3 separate regions of the Mus musculus genome follow, and regions 2 and 3 are each linked to region 1. A link is a contact called in public Hi-C data. All regions are on one chromosome and are shown on one strand. The core of a region is the stretch at or near the end of the contact, and the rest is flanking DNA. Distances in the headings are between cores, read along the strand shown.

The links. Hi-C and Micro-C count contacts between places; a contact is called where the count stands out from the background.
Region 2: a Hi-C map of bone marrow-derived macrophages shows a contact between it and region 1, with 2.6 times the contacts expected there. The contact joins two enhancer-like sites. A contact is called at or near these places in 4 of 484 Hi-C or Micro-C datasets (B cells, bone marrow-derived macrophages, nephron progenitors and 1 more) and 1 of 115 datasets of contacts at active chromatin or transcription factors (embryonic stem cells).
Region 3: a Hi-C map of bone marrow-derived macrophages shows a contact between it and region 1, with 26 read pairs. The contact joins two enhancer-like sites. A contact is called at or near these places in 1 of 484 Hi-C or Micro-C datasets (bone marrow-derived macrophages) and 1 of 115 datasets of contacts at active chromatin or transcription factors (pancreatic cancer cells).

What each region holds. Positions count from the first base shown.
Region 1 is chr10:43,839,424-43,843,162 of GRCm38.p6, forward strand. No RefSeq gene overlaps it. Among named protein-coding and RNA genes, the nearest start is that of 4933404K13Rik, 15 kb to the left of the region's middle. Within about 2 kb of position 2,423, at least 21 of the 459 cell types and tissues checked have an H3K27ac peak or open chromatin away from gene starts, as enhancers often do. A contact at or near this core is called in bone marrow-derived macrophages, where this site is marked.
Region 2 is chr10:43,700,771-43,704,440 of GRCm38.p6, forward strand. No RefSeq gene overlaps it. Among named protein-coding and RNA genes, the nearest start is that of Gm40632, 27 kb to the left of the region's middle. Within about 2 kb of position 2,336, at least 69 of the 459 cell types and tissues checked have an H3K27ac peak or open chromatin away from gene starts, as enhancers often do. A contact at or near this core is called in bone marrow-derived macrophages, where this site is marked.
Region 3 is chr10:43,639,970-43,643,840 of GRCm38.p6, forward strand. No RefSeq gene overlaps it. Among named protein-coding and RNA genes, the nearest start is that of Gm34481, 17 kb to the right of the region's middle. Within about 2 kb of position 1,847, at least 79 of the 459 cell types and tissues checked have an H3K27ac peak or open chromatin away from gene starts, as enhancers often do. A contact at or near this core is called in bone marrow-derived macrophages, where this site is marked.

The DNA.
Region 1 (3,739 bases), core at 1,173-3,672:
AAACCATGAGAACAGTCAATAATGCATTTTATGAGAGGAACAGATGAACGGAGAGGATCCAGGAAGGAACCAATCATGTCACAAATAGGAAAGCAGCAAAGCCTCCCTCCTGATGGCGAGGAAAAGAAGCAGTGGTCCAACAAAGAGCAACCAGCAAACCATGGGGGTAAGCAAAACTCTCAACAAGTTTGCGTGCAAGCAGATTCATGTCTCCACCAAGAAGGTGCAAATTGGCTGACTGGTTTATAAAAATCTATAACTCTGCTGTCCCTAAGACATAGTGAGCAAAGAAACTGATGCTGGAAGCCAGCTTTCTAGCAAATGGATGCTGTCAGAAAGCTGGGACAGTGGCTCTCCTATCTCATTAAAGAGACCTCAAACCACTATTAACAGGTTACAACTGCCCCTACACATTAACTAAGGCAGCAATTCATCAGACAGACCTAACTTCTTTTATAAATAGGAGGCAGAAGCTAGAAGATTTCTATGAGTTCAAGGATAGCTGGCTGATCTACACAGTGAGTTCCAGGCCAGCCCCTCCAATAACATTTTTTAAGTATTCCATATTCTTAGCCCTTGGGGAAACGAGGAAATGCAAATTAAAACTGTCTCAAATCTCAGAATGGCTACCATCAGGAAACAGAAGAAGCAAATGCTGGTGAGGGTGGGAAGCCAACAGCCCTCTTCTGCTGCTGGGACTGAAAACTGGTGTGGCCACTGTGAAATTAGCGTGGTGGATTCTCAAAATCTAACAACTGCCACATGGCCCAGCTCTGTCGCCAGGACAGAAGACCCAAAGACCCTGTAAGCTGTGCTAGAGCCTTATACATTCATGTTTATTGGTATTCAATTCACAATAAGAAGGAAATGGAATCAGCCTAGATGTCCATCGCCTGACGAAATGATAATGACACACATATGAATGTACTGGATAATGAATTGGAAATGTAGCATGTATACACAACGGAGTTCTAGTCAGCATTAAAGGTAAATGAAATGTGAAATTTTGCAGGGAAATGGATGGATCTGGAAATGATTACTAAGTGAGGAGTCTCAGACTCTGAAGACTGCACTTCTACTCTCTTAGGCAGACTCTGGCTTTCGGTTGTCACAAACATGTACTTATGCAGGAGTTGGTTTCGGAACATGTCATGAAACTAGGAGGAGGAGCAAGGAGGGAGAAAGATTTTAAGGAGGGACTTGGGAGGGTGACAGAACCCAGGTGACAAGGAAATGGAAAGAACATTCTGGGCAGAAACATACAGGGCGGGGCAGGGTGACTGAAGGGAGGGATTGCGGAATACAGAGAAAAACAAAGTATAGGAACAGGATGAAGCAAGTTGAAGCATGCCGCAGACCCTCTGGATCCCTTTGTCTGCGTGGAACGGGTCTCTGGGGCAGGTGGGCAAAGCGTGGGATGAAATGACAGACAGATGCACACAGGAGAGGTTGTGTAGAATCTGAATGTAATTTGTCAAATCGAGCATCAAACTTTTTATACAGAAGAAAATAGGGAAGTTGGGTGACACACCAGCAAGATACAAAGAGGTTACTGGATTCTTACACAAAACAGAGGAATACAAACACAGAAGGTCTGACAGGAACCACCTGGGATAGAATTCGTTGTTAACAACTGGGATCAAAAAGAGCTCCACCTAAGGTCCACTTAATCTTAGAAGCCAGGGTCAAGGGCTTCGTGCCCTTGCCATAGTTCCTATTTTAGTCTATTGTATAGTCCACCTTCCCCCTAGGCCATTGTAAATAAGTTGTGTATGGGTGTAACTCAGCTATCTATAGTTCTAAGTATCCTGGTTCCTCCTTAGGTCTCAAACTTCCTTCTTCCTAGATGATGTTAAATTCCTGTGTAGGGCAGTGACTAAGCTTTTATTCAAAGTGATAGTGTAGTACCAGAGGCTATTCTGAATGTCACTGAATAGGCAGCATTCTTACTGAATTGCAAGCCCATGGTCTGCTCAAGGACTTTCTAGGATGTTGGAAAACTGATGAAGGCTTAGCTATGTCAGAATTCAATCTTAAAAGGCACTTATAATAGGATAATACTAAAAGAGAGCACGTGGATCCATACACCAGACTAACTCAGGAATAGGGTATGAGTTTATTGGTTAAAGAGAACGCCAGAACTCCAGGAGGTGAGCTTCCGTGAAACTCTCTGCCTCGTGAGTGGCTTCCAGACCTGTCAAGTTGATTCGACCAGAGTGCTTGGCAGAATCAAGTTACTTTGTATGCTAGTTTTAAAAAAATGAAGAGTTCCCCTTGTCTCCATTGTGCTATAGCCTCCTCTCCCTCTTTCTTGGTGGGGTCCTGGCTTCCTGTTTAAGATTCAGAGTAAATGCACAGGAACAGGGAGAAGGACACAGTTTCAGTGGAGTTTTGAGACAGTGTGTGTGGGGGGGAGGGGCGTTGGGGGGAAGTGCCTTTCCTCTGGGGACATTGACTGAGGAAGAAGGTCAGCTGTGTGCTTTCTCTGCCCCTCTGAGCTAGCAGACTTTCACCTGGCAAAGTTGAACGTTTGAGACTTTGTTAAAAACTCTTTAGGAGTCAGTTCATTGCTGCCACAAGTGCCTGACAAAAGAAACTCAAGGGAGGGCTCACAGTTCGAGGGTCCAGTGCACCATGGTGGGGAAGTCACAACAGCAGAAGTTTCAGTCACATTGACCCACACTCAGGAAGCAGGGCCATGGGAAGGCTCATGCTCAGCAGGGTTTCTCCTTTTTTATGATGTCTGGGCCATAGCCTGTGGAATGCTGCTGCCCATGGTAGGTTGGCTTTCCCTACCTCAATTAATTTAATCTAGATAAGTCTTCACAGACATGCTAAGAGGCTTATTTCCCTGGTTACTCTGGATACCATCTTGTGCTACAAAATAAAAATGAGAGGCCATGAAGAAGAATATCACGACCCCATGAATGGGTGGCTCTGACCAGATTGAGAATAATTTGAACAATAAAAAGAAGAATGGGGGAGGGACTAGAGAGATTGCTCAGTCAGTGTGGTGGTTTGAATATTCTTGGCCTATGGAATGTCACTATTAGGAGGTGTGTCCTTGTTGGAGGAGGTGTGTCCTTGTTGAAGGAAGTGTGTCAATGTGTGTGTGTGGTGGGGTAGGCTTGGTGACACTCCTCCTAGCTGCCTGGGAGACAATCACTCTTCTCCTAGTGTGAGACTGGCAGAGAAGAGCTGTAGCCCAACTCCTCCCAACTCCTCCCAATTCCTCAGCTAGCTGTTAAAAGCCCCCTACTGTTACCGCTAGGGGTCGAACTCCCCTGCCCTGCTCGGCAGAAGGAGTTCGTCCTCAGCTAACTGATAATAAAGTCTCTTGCAGTTTGCATCAGGTGTGGTTTTCTCTGGAGTCACTGGGGTGCCGGCTAGCTCATCCCAGGACTTGAGTGGAGGCCCAGTTTCAGGGGTCTTACACTAGCAGCCTTCATTCAGACCAAGATGTAGAAGAACTCTCAGCTTCTTTCATGCCATGCCTGCCTGGATGCTGTCATGTTTCAACCTTGATAATAATGGACTGAACCTCTGAACCTGTAAGCCAGCTCTAACTAAATGTTGTCCTTTATAAAAGTTGCCTTGGTTATGGAGTCTCTTCATAGCAACGGAAACCCTAACTAAGACAGTGGATAAGAGCATTTACTGATCTTCCAGAGGACACAAGTTCAGATCCAGCACCCACATCAGGCAGCTCACAACTGCCTGTGACCACAGCTTTATGAAA
Region 2 (3,670 bases), core at 1,086-3,585, 140 kb before region 1:
ACCTAAGTTCTGCAGTGGCCACGGAGATGCTGGAGTCTACTGATAGGGAGCTTCTCTTACACTTGGCCCAGGCTTCAGAGATCACTGGAGGAACTGTGGTAGATGCTGGGGAAGCTATGCGACTGGGTGCTGCCCCACACCACTAGGCCAGCCCACCAGGCCGGCAAGTGTTCACTGGCTGCTGCATGTCCGTATTCTCACGCCTTCTCCACATGGGCTGCTGTCGTGCCAGCATCTGCACACTTCCTCCAGAGCATGGAGAGCATAGCTACTTTTTCAATCTCACCAGGTCTGATGGAAATACATCTTGTGGCCAAACCCTGACCTGGAAGTATACAGAGAAGGCAGTTCTTGAAAACATAGTTCCTGTTTAGCTTGGTTGTCATGGTGCAAAGCCAACATTGCCTCTCCCTTGTCAATTTGGCATCCCTTGCTCTTCCGTGAATCACACTTAATTTATGGATAAAGACAGCAGCCTACTGTGGATGCAGTGCTTCCTGTCCTCTCCTGCCCCAGGTTGTGGACTGTAGGGGATGTTAGCTCCCTTCGAGCTATGCTGTAGTCTCATGACCATCCTTGGCTATCTTGTATTTGTTCCAAGCAAATGTACAATTCAGAGCAAGTTGAGCATCATGCACACATCTTGTGTTAGGTGATAGGGGAATGAGAGATGGTAATTACCTTCCTTAGATAACAAAGCCTTACCACTTAAGCTAAAATTGGCTATTTCATCTATTTTTTCTTTTTTTCTTTTTTTTTTTTTTTTTTTTTTTTTGGAAAGACTAACAAATGCCTTTTAAAAAGTATCCCTTCCCTTCAAAGAGAGCCCAAACCGCAACTTCTGCAATGTAGTCTGGTCATAAACGTAAGGGTCATGAGCGCCTCAATCTTCCGTTACCTGTTTACTTAGGGAACCAAATCCATGAAAAAGAACCTTGGACCAGAGGTCTCCTGGAGACAGGAGCAGAGCAATCAGGAGAAATAACAGTATCGAGGTCAGTTTTCCATGCTATGACAAGACTACCTGAGATTGGGTAATTAGTAAACAGAAATGTGTTGGCTTGGGGCTTTGCATGGGGGAGGGGTGGGGGGTCGAAGAGCAGGGACTATGTCTGGGGATGAGCTTCTTGTAGTCTAACATAGTATAGTGATATATGGTGTCCTAGTCAGGGTTTCTATTCCTGCACAAACATCATGACCAAGAAGCAAGTTGGGGAGGAACGGGTTTATTCGGCTTACACTTCCATACTGCTGTTCATCACCAAAGGAAGTCAGGACTGGAACTCAAGCAGGTCAGAAAGCAGGAGCTGATGCAGAGGCCATGGAGGGATGTCCTTTACTGGCTTGCCTCCCCTGGCTTGCTCAGCCTGCTCTCTTATAGAACCAAGACTACCAGCCCAGAGATGGTCCCACCCACAAGGGGCCTTTCCCCCTTGATCACTAATTGAGAAAATGCCTGACAGTTGTATCTCATGGAGGCATTTCCTCAACTGAAGCTCCTTTCTCTGTGATAACTCCAGCTGTGTCAAGTTGACACAAAACTAGCCAATACATATGGTGAGAAAGTTTGGAGCCACAGAACGAGGGAGAGCTGAACTTGACTTCAAAAGAAGCCAGCCTACAGGTGACTAGCCTGTTCCTGTGAGGCTAGCTCACTGCTGTGCTATTAGGAGCAGAGCTTCCATGGTCTCATATCTCTCTCTATAGCTCCCACTTCCCCACACTGCTGTGCCGAGGGGTTAGTTTCTAGTCTGTGAACTTTGGGAGACATACTCAAGATATAGGAGGAACATCTGCCCAGCCCAGCCCTGACCCAGGACCTCAATTTGAACTCCAAACACAAGGGAATGTAGTCAGCAAAGGTACAGGGTATACAGTAGTCAGATGGGAGCCTGTTATGCAACCCCTGTGGTAAGAATGTGACACTAAAATGTGACATGAACAGTCTCTGTATGTTATAGAACACTCTGTCTAAGTGATACACATTGTTGCTCGTTTTACCAGATCTCTTTTTGGCTGCTGCTGTCTTACTCTGTAGCCCAGCCTGGCCTGAAACTCACAGCAATCCCCCTGCTTCAGCTTCCCATGGATCGGGTTTATTGTTGTTATTGTTGCCTTAAGTAAGGTTTCACTATGCCATCCAAAGCTTGCCTTGGATAATAGAGCCACTTGCTTCAGGCTCCCATCCTCTGCTGGTCATATCTGGAGTTAATGGGCTTTGTAAATGCTGGGGGCAGAGTGCAGGCTTTGGGAACAGCACCCAAAGGAGGTAGCACTAGTCTTCCCTAGGGGGTTTGGTAGAAAGCAGCAGTGTGGGGGGTGGGGCTGGAATGGGGAAGCCTGTCTGAAACTTCACTATGCATCATCTCCTTCTGACATCCGGTTTAGTTCAGGGTGAGTGCCAGGAGGGCGGAGGGGCCTCTGCCGTCTTCGGGAGACTTAGGTGCAGCTCTGTATGAAGAAAACTTCTCCCTGTGGAGGTCCTTGATGAAGGTGACAGTCCTCGATTGTCCAAAGTGTTTATTCATAGCAGACAAGGATGCATACAATGTACTAGGGGTGAACCAGAGATAAGGATGCCCAGGAAGGGAAGCTCTTTGGCTAGACATCCGGGGTCTGGCTAGATGCCTCATTGGCATGGAGAAATCTGGGTTTCCACGCTCTGCTGTCATGGTCCTCTTTGTGGGTTGTCATGGTCACGTGCTCCAGGATAGGAACCGGGTCGGGAGCTGATTGAGACCTATTGTTCTCAATTACGAGATTTACTGGGTTGAGTCTGCTCGACCTACCATTTTTCTGTCTGGTGGCATGGTTCCACTTTCCCCACATATAAGTACCAATCTTGCATCTTAAGGAACAATGAGATGTAAGTTTCTCATTATAAAATGTTATATTCAGGAATTCTTTGAGCAGCTGGGGATAGCATTCAGGGCTCCATACATGAGAGAGAGGTCCTCGGCCCCCAAGCTATATTTCTGGTCTAGAGTAATCTTACTTGAGAATTAAGTAATTTTATAAAAGACTATAGAGGTTGATAAATTAAAATGTTAATGGTAATCACCTCTAAATGGTGTGAGCACGGGTGACTTCTATTTCCTTTTCTACAGTTTTTTATTCTACAGTAGTCTACAATAAACAACTTGACATTTGTCATTATAGTTAAATATAATTAATCTTAAAATGTGCCAAGAACTGTTAACATATAAATATATACAGGCAGCTAATAATAATTGTAGTTGATTGCTTTTTGTTTTGTTTTTTTCAAGACAACGTTTTTCTGTATAGCCCTGGATGTTCTAGAACTCATTCTATAGACCAAGCTGGCCTCTAACTCAGAGATCCTCCTGCCTCTGCATCTCAGGCGTGCACCACCACCACCCTGCTTAGTTGATTGTTTTTATGTAGTTATGCCTTCAAGTTATCAGTTCATTTAATAAATAGGTTATACATTTTTAGCAGCACATCTTAAAAATGTAAATCTATTCTGAAAATGCAGAAAACAGTCTGTCGAGGTATATTCTTTCTTTTAAAATCCTTATACTTTTCTTCTGATTTTTTTTTCTCTTAGATTTATCATATATGTCTGTGCACCACGTTCACACAGTTCCCTTGAAGGCCGGAAGAGGACCTCCCTGGAACTGGAGTTACAGATGATTCTGAGCTGCCATGT
Region 3 (3,871 bases), core at 597-3,096, 200 kb before region 1:
GAAGGACACTGGTCTATCTGGGTATGGTGGTACACACCTATAATCCTAGTACAAACCAGACCTAGGGACATAGGTAAGAGGATTACAGCCTGGAGCAAACTCCAGCCAAGTAGTGAATTTGGGTTTCAAGAAGGGCAGGGGAAGGAAAGGAGAAGGAGTAGGAGGGAGAGGAGGATGAGGAATAAGAAGAGATGGGGGAGGAAGAGGAAGAGATGGAAGAAGAGGAAGAAGAGAAAGAAAAGGATGCAGTTGGGAGTCACTTGGTGCATATGTCTTTGAATCTGGTCACGCTTTAGTTGTGTTCAATCTACACCAGTTCCTCAGTCTTTGATTTCAAGACTTTGGTGTTTTTGAAGAGCAGAAGTCAGTTATCATCACAAGATTTAATCAGTGAGTTTTTATCCACCTTCCTGCACTGCCCTGAGGATGGAGATGAAGCATCATTGAAATGCAGTAAGCCTCCTGAGGGGCCTCCCAAGGGGCCTCCCGAGGGGCCTCCCGAGGGGCCTCCTGAGGGGTTTCCTGGTGTGCCACTGCCACATACACCACTTCCTATGAACATTGTTTGAGTTGGAGGCGTCTCATGTCCTATAATCCCTTCTGTATCAGAGCAGAGGGTTGCCCCACAGAAATCCACTTCACACCCTCTCCCACCATCAGGACCTCATCTTCTGAGACAAGAAGTCTGTACCAACCTGGGTGCACAGTGTTACTATTTTTCCTGGGTGACATGTCTTTCAAAAAGTCATTTGTATTTCTATACCTGTCCTATCTCTTGTAAGAAAGCTGTGTGCTCTCCCCTTTACTGTCTTCATCCCATGAGGATGTGGCTCAGCTGTTGAGCATGCGTGAGGCTTGGTATTAGCAATGGAACGAAACAGAAGAGAAAGGCGTCTGCAGGCCTCACTGACCAGTCTTTTTGTGTCACATTTCTGTGACCTTCCACAGACTTACTTAAATATTTTCCTTCATTTTGTTTTTTTGTGAGTTTTGTTCGCTGATGCTAAACAGTCAATTTGCAAGGGTAAGTGCCTTTTACCCTCCCTGTACCTCTGTCTTAAAGCATGATCCTGTCGCGTGGGAAGTGCCGATTGCTGGAGAGTTGAAGCAGTTGTTGTGGGTGTGTTGTCCGTGGTCCTGTTGTAATGCCTGCTCACCCCGGTTCACCCAACGCTCTCCTAGAAACGCCATAGACTTTTCTGGTTTAGCATCAGGCAAAAGCAAGGGCCAGGCATGGAAAGTACTAGGAAAGGGCATTTGGGACAAACGCAACCACAGACCATGACTCATCTGATCCAGAGGCTACGAGGTCACCCTTAGTATCAGCAGCACTAGAAGGTCACATGTTCTCTGTGGAGCCTCACCGCACATCAAAATGTCTATGGCTGGCATCACGCAGGACAGAGCTTCTCTGTCAGCTTCCTCTTTTACAGACACATGGCCGTTTATAAGTAACATCCCCTTCCAAGACACAGGGACATCATTCTCAATTGACACGTTGCTGTGTTCTGTCTTTGAATTTTTGAGGTAACTGGAAAAATTTCCCCCATGTTGTTCTGCTAAACATATGAGGCTTTGGGAGGTTTAACTAGAAAAATTTCCACCTGTCTAAAACAAACAAACGAACTCTGTGGAGCACTACATACATTCTGGGAAGTGTGGTTATGAGGAAACAAAAGGTGGTGTTTCCAGGAGACGCTGGACACTCTGCACTCACATACATAAAACACCTAGGCCGGGTCTAACACAAAGAAAGTCTTTGCTATTATTTTTCCTTGTGCACACAGCTGTTCTGTTGGAGAAGGCAGGCCAGTGAATACAGAACAGATAAGAGTGTCACAAAGTCGGGTGGTGGTGGTGGTGGTGGTGGCGGCGGCGGCACATGCCTTTAATCCCTGCACTTGGGAGGCAGCGGCAGAAGGATTTCTGAGTTTGAGGCCAACCTGGTCTACAAAGTAAGTTCCAGGACAGCCATGGCTACACAGAGAAACCCTGTCTTGTGTGTGTGTGTGTGTGTGGGCAACCAAACCAAACCAAAAAACCCAACAAACAAACAAAAAAAGAGTGTCACAAAGGTTTCTACAGAGACTAATTACCATGACAGAAGTTAAAAAGGGATGGACTTTAAGTAGAGGCTCAGGGTGTCCTTCTGGGGGACTTGAGGGCTAAATACAAACTTAAGGGGAAGGACAAAGAGGAAGAGGGGGAGAAAAGAGGAGAAGGAAGAGGAAGGAGAAGAGGAAGAAGAGGAGGAGAAGGAAGAGGAGGAGGAAAAGAAGGAGGAGGAGGAGGAGGAGGAGGAGAATTCTGAGAGCAGGCCAGAGAGACAGGCAGGGCCAGGAGAAATCCTGCAGGCCATGGTGCAGTTTAGTCAGTAAGTGAAATAAGAAACTGCACAGGAGAGAGAGAACAGGGCACATGACAGGGAACCCAGGAAACCTGATTAATCAGCAGAAACCGGGTGACATTGAAGATGGAAAGGAGACGTTAAAAATGGAAAAATTTTGGTGGGGAGGGGTTAGAGTAACTGGGTATGATGTTGGATAAAGGAAGAGGGAGAGTTGGGGACAATCCTCAGATTGCTGGATCTGGTGATCTGCTAGAGAGTGCTGTCAAACACAGAGAGGAGAAACGATTACATGAGGAAGTTGTGAGGGGGCCTGTGAACATACACACACACACACACACACACACACACGCACGCACGCACGCACGCACGCACACTAGACCAGAAAATGGAGTTTCTATATGCTTAGTAAGAGAAAAGTGAAACAGAAATTGGTTAAATACCGGTTCTGTCTCCATCATGTGTAGGCAGATGTACTGTTGTTTTGTTTTTAGGCAGTCTCACTGTGGAGTCCTGCTGGCCTGGAGTTAGCTATGCAGACCAGGGCCCTGAACTCACAGAGATCTGTCTGGTTTTGCCTTCCATATACTGGGATTTAAGATGTGTGCCATCAAGCCTTGCAAGATAAATTTATTTGCTAAAACATTACCTTTAACTTTCTCTGGCAACAATCAAAATAGAAATGGAAGCTAATGGTAGATAAATGGTATAAATGAGCTACCAGACAGAGGCCCACTCTGAGTAACTGGAAAATAATTGCCTTTTAGGAGACACATAAGAGAGGCCTAAGCAAGGAGGGGGATTGAAAGACTGGAGATTTGAACAACATAAAATATTGCAGGGGGAAATTATATGCCCAAAGCTGACCAAAGACAGAATAACAGAAGAAAAAAGTACAGAGCTTGTTGTTAGGATTTTCCCCTGGGGCTGGGGAGTAGAACCCAGTTGGTAGAGTGCCTGCCTAACACAGTCAGGGACTGGGTTCAATCCCCAGCCCCAAATGAATTGGGCCCAGTTGTATATATGAGGAGGTAAAGGCAAGAGAATCAAGAGTTCAAGGTCACCCTCTAATACAAAAAGTGAGTTCAAAGCCAGTTTGGGTTACAAGAGACCCTGTCTTAATAATATTAATGAATGTCAAATTTATTAAAAATTAAAAAAAATTTACTTGACACAGAGAACTTTGACAAAGAAATGAAAACTTCAAAGAGGTTACTAGGATAAAACATTTATGTATATTTTCAGCAGTGGATGACACGTATAGAAATAGCTAGACACGAGGAAGGGGCTTGTGTCCACATCAGGACATGGGAGTGTGAATGGGAAATATACAGGAGAAGCTGATGGGACATAGGTTTTGTTTGCCTAGATTCCTCTTGGCATGCACTGCACATCTCTCCAGATAAGAATATTTTCACCATGGAGCCAGGCAGGCAGCTTTCTCACGGGGAATGTATGCCTCCCCCAAAGGGGAGAAAAGAGGATCTACTCTGTGTCTGCTTCTTCTTAAGCTCCTTCAGCTCA